Regions from separate parts of the Sus scrofa genome. Here region 1 is linked to region 2. The links are chromatin contacts, called in public Hi-C maps. All regions are on one chromosome and are shown on one strand. Each heading gives the region's core, a stretch centred on a gene start, on an enhancer-like site or on the middle of the called end of the contact. The rest is flanking DNA. Distances are from core to core; before and after follow the strand shown. Region 1 holds the start of WBP2 (WW domain-binding protein 2). Region 2 holds the start of ACOX1 (acyl-CoA oxidase 1, palmitoyl).

Evidence for each region. Hi-C and Micro-C count contacts between places; a contact is called where the count stands out from the background.
Region 1: a contact with region 2 is called in a Hi-C map of liver, with 3 times the contacts expected there. The contact joins the promoter of WBP2 here to the promoter of ACOX1 in region 2. A contact is called at or near these places in 1 of 5 promoter capture datasets (liver), 3 of 47 Hi-C or Micro-C datasets (blood, liver and retroperitoneal adipose tissue) and 2 of 2 datasets of contacts at active chromatin or transcription factors (alveolar macrophages and skeletal muscle).

What each region holds. Positions count from the first base shown.
Region 1 is chr12:5,563,058-5,566,632 of Sscrofa11.1, forward strand. It overlaps WBP2 (WW domain-binding protein 2), which reads left to right and starts at 2,055. Exons shown (of 9, transcript XM_003131191.5): 1 at 2,055-2,211. The coding sequence starts at 2,153.
Region 2 is chr12:5,449,826-5,453,325 of Sscrofa11.1, forward strand. ACOX1 (acyl-CoA oxidase 1, palmitoyl) reads left to right here and starts at 1,449. Exons shown (of 14, transcript NM_001101028.1): 1 at 1,449-1,577; 2 at 1,864-2,023. The coding sequence starts at 1,469. TEN1 (CST complex subunit TEN1) reads right to left here and starts at 1,315. Exons shown (of 4, transcript XM_003131187.4): 1 at 1,050-1,315.

The sequences.
Region 1 (3,575 bases), core at 805-3,304, 110 kb after region 2:
GTTTTTTTAGGGTGGCACCCACAGCATATGGAGGTTCCTAGGCTAGGGGTCCAGTTGGAGCTACAGCTGCTGGCCTCCGCCAGAGCCATAGCATCCTACCCCGCAGCTCACAGCAACTTCAGATCCTTAACCACTGAGCGAGGCCAGGGATCGAACCTCATGGTTCCTAGTCGGATTCATTAACCACTGCGCCATGACGGGAACTCCGTTTAGCACTCTTTCCATATCAGCACAGAGAATTTGACCTCATTCTTTCTTTTTTGGCCCTACCCAGTGGCATGGAGAAGCTCCTGGGGCAAGGATCAAACCTGCACCACAGGGGAGTGCCCATCGTGGTTCAGTGGTTAAGGACTCCGTCTAGGAACCATGAGGTTGCAGGTTCCATCCCTGGCCTCGCTCACGGGTTCAGAATCTGGCGTTGCCGTGAGCTGTGAGGTAGGCCGGCTTCACCCCTAGCCTGGAACCTCCATGTGCCATGGGTGTGGCCCTAGGAAAAAAATAAAAGACAAACTTGTGGCACAGCAGTGACAATGTCTGATCCTCAGTCTGCTGCACCACCAGGGAACTCCTGACTTCATTCTTTCCACCACTGCTAAGATTGCATGTAGAGAAATTAACCTAACCTTTCAGGGCAGATTTTATCATGTCCATGATGCACTTCTTCCTTGCACGTATTCTGCAAGGTCCAACTTGGTTTTGCACAAGACCTCCAGGGGCTGGTCCCTGTTTCATAATATTTTCTAGTTTTTCATCCTTCACCTAGGGAATCTGACTCAAAAGGAAAATTAGGCAGGTGGATCCCACCGTGGGACACTATCTGTCAGGAAATCAGCTGTCTGCTTAAAATCCAACTCTGATCACTTAAGATTAAAGATGCACCAGCACTGCCAGGTGGGACACCCCCCTCCCACATTTCCCACAAAGATTCACCTCAGAGGTGGGGGAGTTTACACAACCACAGGGGCTCCCCCCCCGCCCCCCCCGAGGGGGTAGTAGTGCTGGGTCACGATGATCAGCCCTATTTTGTAAGCTCCCCGTCTTGCATTGTGCCCAGATCCATTCAGTTACTTGAATTCTGGTTTAAATCTTCTGGCCTGGAAAATGCTGGGGAGCCCAATTGCAAAGCCTGAACATTCTAGAGGGAGCAGCGCCACGCGAGGCCAGCTGTGGTGGAGGCGGCGGTGAGGTGTGGCCGCTGGACCCAGGTTCCTCTCCCAGCGCGGTGAGTCTCACCGCCCACCTCGGAGGGTGTGGCTTTGATTTCCTGGAAGAGAAGGCAGTTTTTCCGGATTCCCTTCTGCCAGTCAGCCAGCCCATCACATCCTGGAACAAAGACTGGGTCCTGCACTCATCTATATATCTCAGCGGTTACTTAAGTGGGTTGGGCTGCGGGGGAAGGAGGGACAAAGTCATGTAGAAAGCGTTCCCTAAACGTTTGTGGGGAGTCCCATCATGCCTCAGTGGTTGACAAGCCGAACTAGTGTCCATGAAGAGGCAGGTTCGATCCCCTGCCTCGCTCAGTGGTGGGGCTCTGTTGTTGCTGTGAGCTGTGGCGTAGGCCATCAGCTACAGCTCCACTTGGACCCCTAGCCTGGGAACCTCCATATGCCGCAGGTGCGGCCCTAAAAAATAAAAATAAGAAAATAAACATTCGTGGGCTGAAAGAAGGTGCCCCAGTAAACGGTCACCGCTGCACACAGCAGCCTTCACGTCCAGGGCCTTTATGACTAACTCCTCTGTGACTCGCGCAACTGTTTATTTCAGTCCTTTGGTCGACTGGGTGGAAGAGGGTGGGAAGTGCGCAAGCTGATGAGTTATGCAATTAGTGGAGTCAATCCACGCCTAGAGTCTGTGAGACTACAAGTTCCAGCATGCGTCCGTCCACTAGCCTAGGGAGAGGTCGAGGTGGGCGAGCAGTGCTTCTGGGAATTGTAGTCTCGAACTTGTTTGTGATGCAGGCGAAACTAGCGGGGAGGGGAGCGGGAGTAAACTATTAGCACGTGATGGCCGGATCAGGTGGTAGGGCCAACCTCCGCGCAAGAGCTGTGATTGGCTGACTCTAATACGAACGACGCCACTAGGGGCGGGGCCAAAGAAGGGCGCAAGCGCACTGCGTTTCGAGTCGAGTCTCGGGACCCTTTTCCGAGAGACCATGGCGCTCAACAAGAATCACTCGGAGGGCGGCGGAGTGATCGTCAACAACACCGAGAGGTGAAAACACTGCGCAAGGACCCTGGAGAACCGCAGGGCGGTTGTGGAGGGTGTAGGCGCTGGGCGGTCGACGGTGGGAAGTAAACCCGTGAAGACGGGACCTGACGGGGGGATGGGGGGTAACGGCTGGGGGCGGGGTGGAGGAAGGTGGGTGGGTCGTGAGGGAGCCGCCGGGGGTGTAGCGATCAGCTGTGGGTGAGGGTGGGGCGGCTGGACGGGGACCGGGTACGGAGAGACACATGGGGCCTGCGGGTAGTTCTTGAGCCCTTTTCCCAGAGTAGGTGACTTTAGAAATGGGGAGAGCCTTTGGCAAAAAATAATTACCATTTCGTGGGTATTTACTATGCTACTATGAGTCAGAGATGGCGCCTCTTTTACCTGCTTAAGTACATGAGCCCTGTTCGGCAGATGCTATTACTCTACGCATTTACATGCCGAGATAGTGAGGCACGGAGAGGTTAAGTAACTTGCCTGAAATCACAGAGCTGAAAGTACCAGGAGAGGAGTCTGATTCCAGAGTCAGTAGGCTTAACTGTCAGTATGTAGCCTTCCGGTATATTCCGGAACTGCTCAGTTTCCAGATAGGAAACCGAGGCCCAGAAGTGAAATTACGTAATTAATATTTGTCATATGTCGAAAACATTTTCTGTAAAGCTCTGTCTTTGCAGACAGACAGACAGGTTACTGATTTCCTGTTGGCTTGGATCACTCCCAGAGAGAGGTCTTCCACATCAAGGTTCTTCCTATCCATCCGCAGTCAGTTTTCTCTCTCCTTGGACGGCATTGAGAATGAGACCAGCCAGCTCTGGTTGAGCTAGGCTGACCCTAAAGCGCCTCTTGAAGGAGCAGAGGAATCTGAGCCCCCAGACGAGGTTTGGTGGGACCAGAGCCTATAGCTGGCTAAGGCAGTACCCAACCCAGAGCTGTCGCCTTGGAAAGCTTGATGAGTCAGAGGAGGTTCCTAGGGAGCCCCAGACCTCAGAATACTGACTTTTCCTCCATCTCACCTGCCCAGGGTCTGCCAGGTCCGACTCTTCCTGGCAATGACCTCTTTTCTCTGAGCTCTGCTGCTCTTTTCTGGTTCCAGTCCTTTTCCCCACTCACCTCTCCCCTGTGAAGGAAGCTGTGTCATCTGGGAGGGGAACGAAGACACACGGAGCCGTATGAACTTGAACCTCATTGTCTTGAAATCAGAGAAACCGCACATTGCTCCTGGTGTGTAGCCTCTCTGTGTGTGAGCCAGTCCCAGGCCTGGACAAACCCTTTTCATGCTCCTTGGGAACCTATCCCGGGACTGTTTCTTTCCCTCTCAGTGACACTTTTCTGGGACAATGTATTTATCCCGCTGGGCCTCCTCCCTGGCA
Region 2 (3,500 bases), core at 199-2,698:
CAATCGGAGCTGTAGCCACTGGCCTACACCAGAGCCACAGCAACGCGGGATCTGAGCCTCATCTGCAATCTACACCACAGCTCACGGCAACGCCGGATCGTTAACCCGCTGAGCAAGGGCAGGGATCGAACCCGCAACCTCATGGTTCCTAGTCGGATTCGTTCACCACTGCGCCACGACGGGAACTCCTAACTACTAATCTTGATTCGTTTTTTGGTGCTCCCTTTTGTCTGAGGTGAATGCCTCACTCACCGTACTTATTGCCAGGACTGTTACTAAAAACTGATGCAATAAGGAACAGCTTGCAAGTGTACAGTTTTTAATTTATTTTTATTTATTTTTTAAAGGGCATTAGTTATGTTGTTACAAAGGTAGATGAAAGATACAGATGTGTAGTGTGCCATTACCTGATCACCCTGGCATGAAGTCAAAAAGTAACTAAAATAAGCAAATCATTCAATAGCATGTTAAGTATTTTACTGAGCAATTCTTTAGGGATCAAAATAAAAAACCACGACTGGTTGACAGTGGCTGTTTCTGAGGATAGGCAACTTGAGCTTTTCATTACAAATCCTCCTACACTAGTTCTTTGATGACGACGATAATTGTGAAACAGAAAAGTCTGGATTCCAAGACCTGTGAACACACAGTTCTAAGTCTCACTCCAAGTCCACACCCACCCAGAAACGGTGGGTGGGGGGAAGCACCTGCAATTCCACACCCAGCTCCTCGCAGCCCTTGCCTCCGGCAGCAAAGATACCATTATCTTAACAAAAGACAGCTGGAGCCTCTCCCCGGTGCAACTTTGGACCCCGTCTTTTCCTTTTTTCCTCCAACCTTGGATAGTTTCGCGGAATCCTACGACCTCCCCCAGCAACTGCGCAAGGCCCACAGGCGCATCGCCCGCAGCCCTAGAGGTTCCGGCCACCGGCGTTTCCGGGGAGGCCTTTAGCGGACGGACCCCGAAGCGGCGGGGCGGGCAGGTCCCAAGGCGCAGGCGCAGTCCTCCTCCGACGCGGTGCCCCGCCCCTTCCCCGCCCGTCGCTAACCTGTCAGGGCGTCGGGGGGGCTTCACGTTGCCTCTTTCCGCCCAGCGTGATCACGTGACGGGTGAGGGGTTAGGTTACCGAGAGCTCCCGGCTTGTCCCCCCTCTGCAGTTTCTCGACCTTCTTCCGGGCACCCCCTTGCCCGGGGGCCGCTCTGAGGCTCCTCTCGCCGAGAGGCAGGGACTCACCCGCCCCGAGGCTCTCACTGGCGCCTCCTCCGCCTCGGCCGCGGCAGTCACGCGGCGCGGGAGAAAGGGCGGGCCCGGGCGGGCGGAGGCGAGCGGGGGCGGGGACTCGCGCCGTCCTGGGCGGCCCTTAGGGCTGGCGCCGCGCTGGAGGTGCAGATAACCCGCTGGTGCTGCCCTCGCTGCTGCTGTCTCCGCCGCCTCCCCGACCTCCGCTGCCTCTGCTGGCTGTCACCATGAACCAGGACCTACAGAAGGAGCGAGCCGCCGCCAGCTTCAACCCGGAGCTGCTCACACACGTCCTGGACGGCAGTCCAGAGAATACCCGGCGCCGCCGAGAGATCGGTGAGGACGGCGGGCCGGGCCTCCCTCCCCGCCCTTCCCGGAGCAAAGCTTGAGACTCCCACCGGGAGGAGTCAGAGCGGCTGTGAGGCGTAGGCCGCAACCTCCGGCTCAGCTTTAGGGGAACCGGGAAACCCCCTCCCCACACTTTTAGAGATGCTTGTGGCGGGGGAATCGCCCATCCTGAGAGGGGATCTGTACCCGTAAGTCCGAAACCTGCTGTGATCCGGGGAGCTGTAACAGAGCCTTGAATCTGTGTTTCTCTTGATACCCTATCATTCTTTTCCAGAAAACATGATTCTGAGTGACCCAGACCTGCAGCATGAGGACCTGAACTTCCTCAGTCGAAGCCAGCGTTACGAGGTGGCTGTTAAGAAGAGCGCCACCACGGTGAAGAAGATAAGGGAGTTTGGCCTCGCAGACCCAGATGAAATCCTGTGGTTTAAAAAGTAGGTATGCGGAGCTTTCCCGTGGAGGATCCGAGGTAACTAACCCGACTAGTATCCCTGAGGATGCAGGTTGGACCCCTGGCCTCCCTGAGTGGGTTAAGGATCAGGAGTTGCAGTGAGCTGTTGCAGGTCTGCAGCTGCTGCTCGAATTTGACCTCTAGCCTGGGAACTTCCATATGCAGCTGGTGTGGCGCTAAAAAGACAAAAAAGACCCCCCCCCCCAAAAAAAGGTACGTGTGTCTTAGTTTACATCAAGTGCCCAAGCCCAAACTAAAGCCACAATCTGTGGTGTCCTTTTTCTCTTGTTTGGCGTTTGAAGACTCAAATTGGCATATTTTCACACCACTTTAAAGTTGTAAGTATGAGAAATAAGGTTTCCGCTTACATTTAAGCCTTTTCAGTGGATGACATTTGTACAAAGCTTATAATGGAGATGCTGTAATAGGATTTCAAGAATCATACAAATTCTGTCCACGTGTGTCAATTTTGAGTGATTTAAATGCAGAATGACTTTGCTGTTTGTAAGAAGGAGGCCTGCTGAATCTAGAAGCTAAATTGGGAAGGAATTTTTTTTCTCAGCTGCAAAGACCAAACATTTAAATATTTTAGAGCAATAACAGATTGTATTTTCACATGATAGTGTAGCTCTTGAGTTTAATAATGGAAAATAGGGATGGATGAAAAAGAACTTGAGTCAAACCTCAGAATGGATATAAGGATTCAGCATTTTTTAATCTGGTAACGGTGTTTAAATGGCTCTTATGTGAGTGAATAGACACCTCATAAAACATGCCTTGGTCCTACTCTTGAAAACTGACCTTTTTTCAGACCATCTGCTTTTGGTTGTGTTTTTTTCATTAGAAAGAAAACACAAACTTTTTTTTGTTTGTCTTTAAACAGTATAATTATAGGAACCTAGTACAAGATTCCTTTGGCCTATAACATCTCTTAACAGTTTTTGTTTGTTCCTGTTTTAGGTTCCTACATATTAGGTTTTAGGTTTCTACATTTTAGAACTCCACTATTTTCATCAATAAAGAGCAAATGAGGAGTTCCCGTTGTGGCCCAGCGGTAATGAACCTGACTAGGATCTGTGAGGACCTGGGTTTGATCCCTGGCCTTGATCAGTGGGTTAATGATCCGGCATTGCCATGAGCTGTGGTGTGGGTCATGGACAAGGCTCCGATCTGGCGTTGCTGTGGCTGTGGTGTAGACCAGCAGCTATAGCTCAACCCCTAGCCTGGGAACCTCCATACGCCTCAGGTGTGGCCCTAAAAAAAAGGCAAAGAGTAAATAATGTGAATGGTACTTATTTAAGAGCCAAGAAAAGTGGAACATGGTACAGGTTCTGCCTTTTTGTAGCAATAGTCATTATTCCTTTTTACTGCTGCCTTTAATACATTTGGTATCTAATTATTTTTAACTCCATCGGGTTATTATTTTCAAGAGGAAATGATTTACTTTGACCCTTAGGATC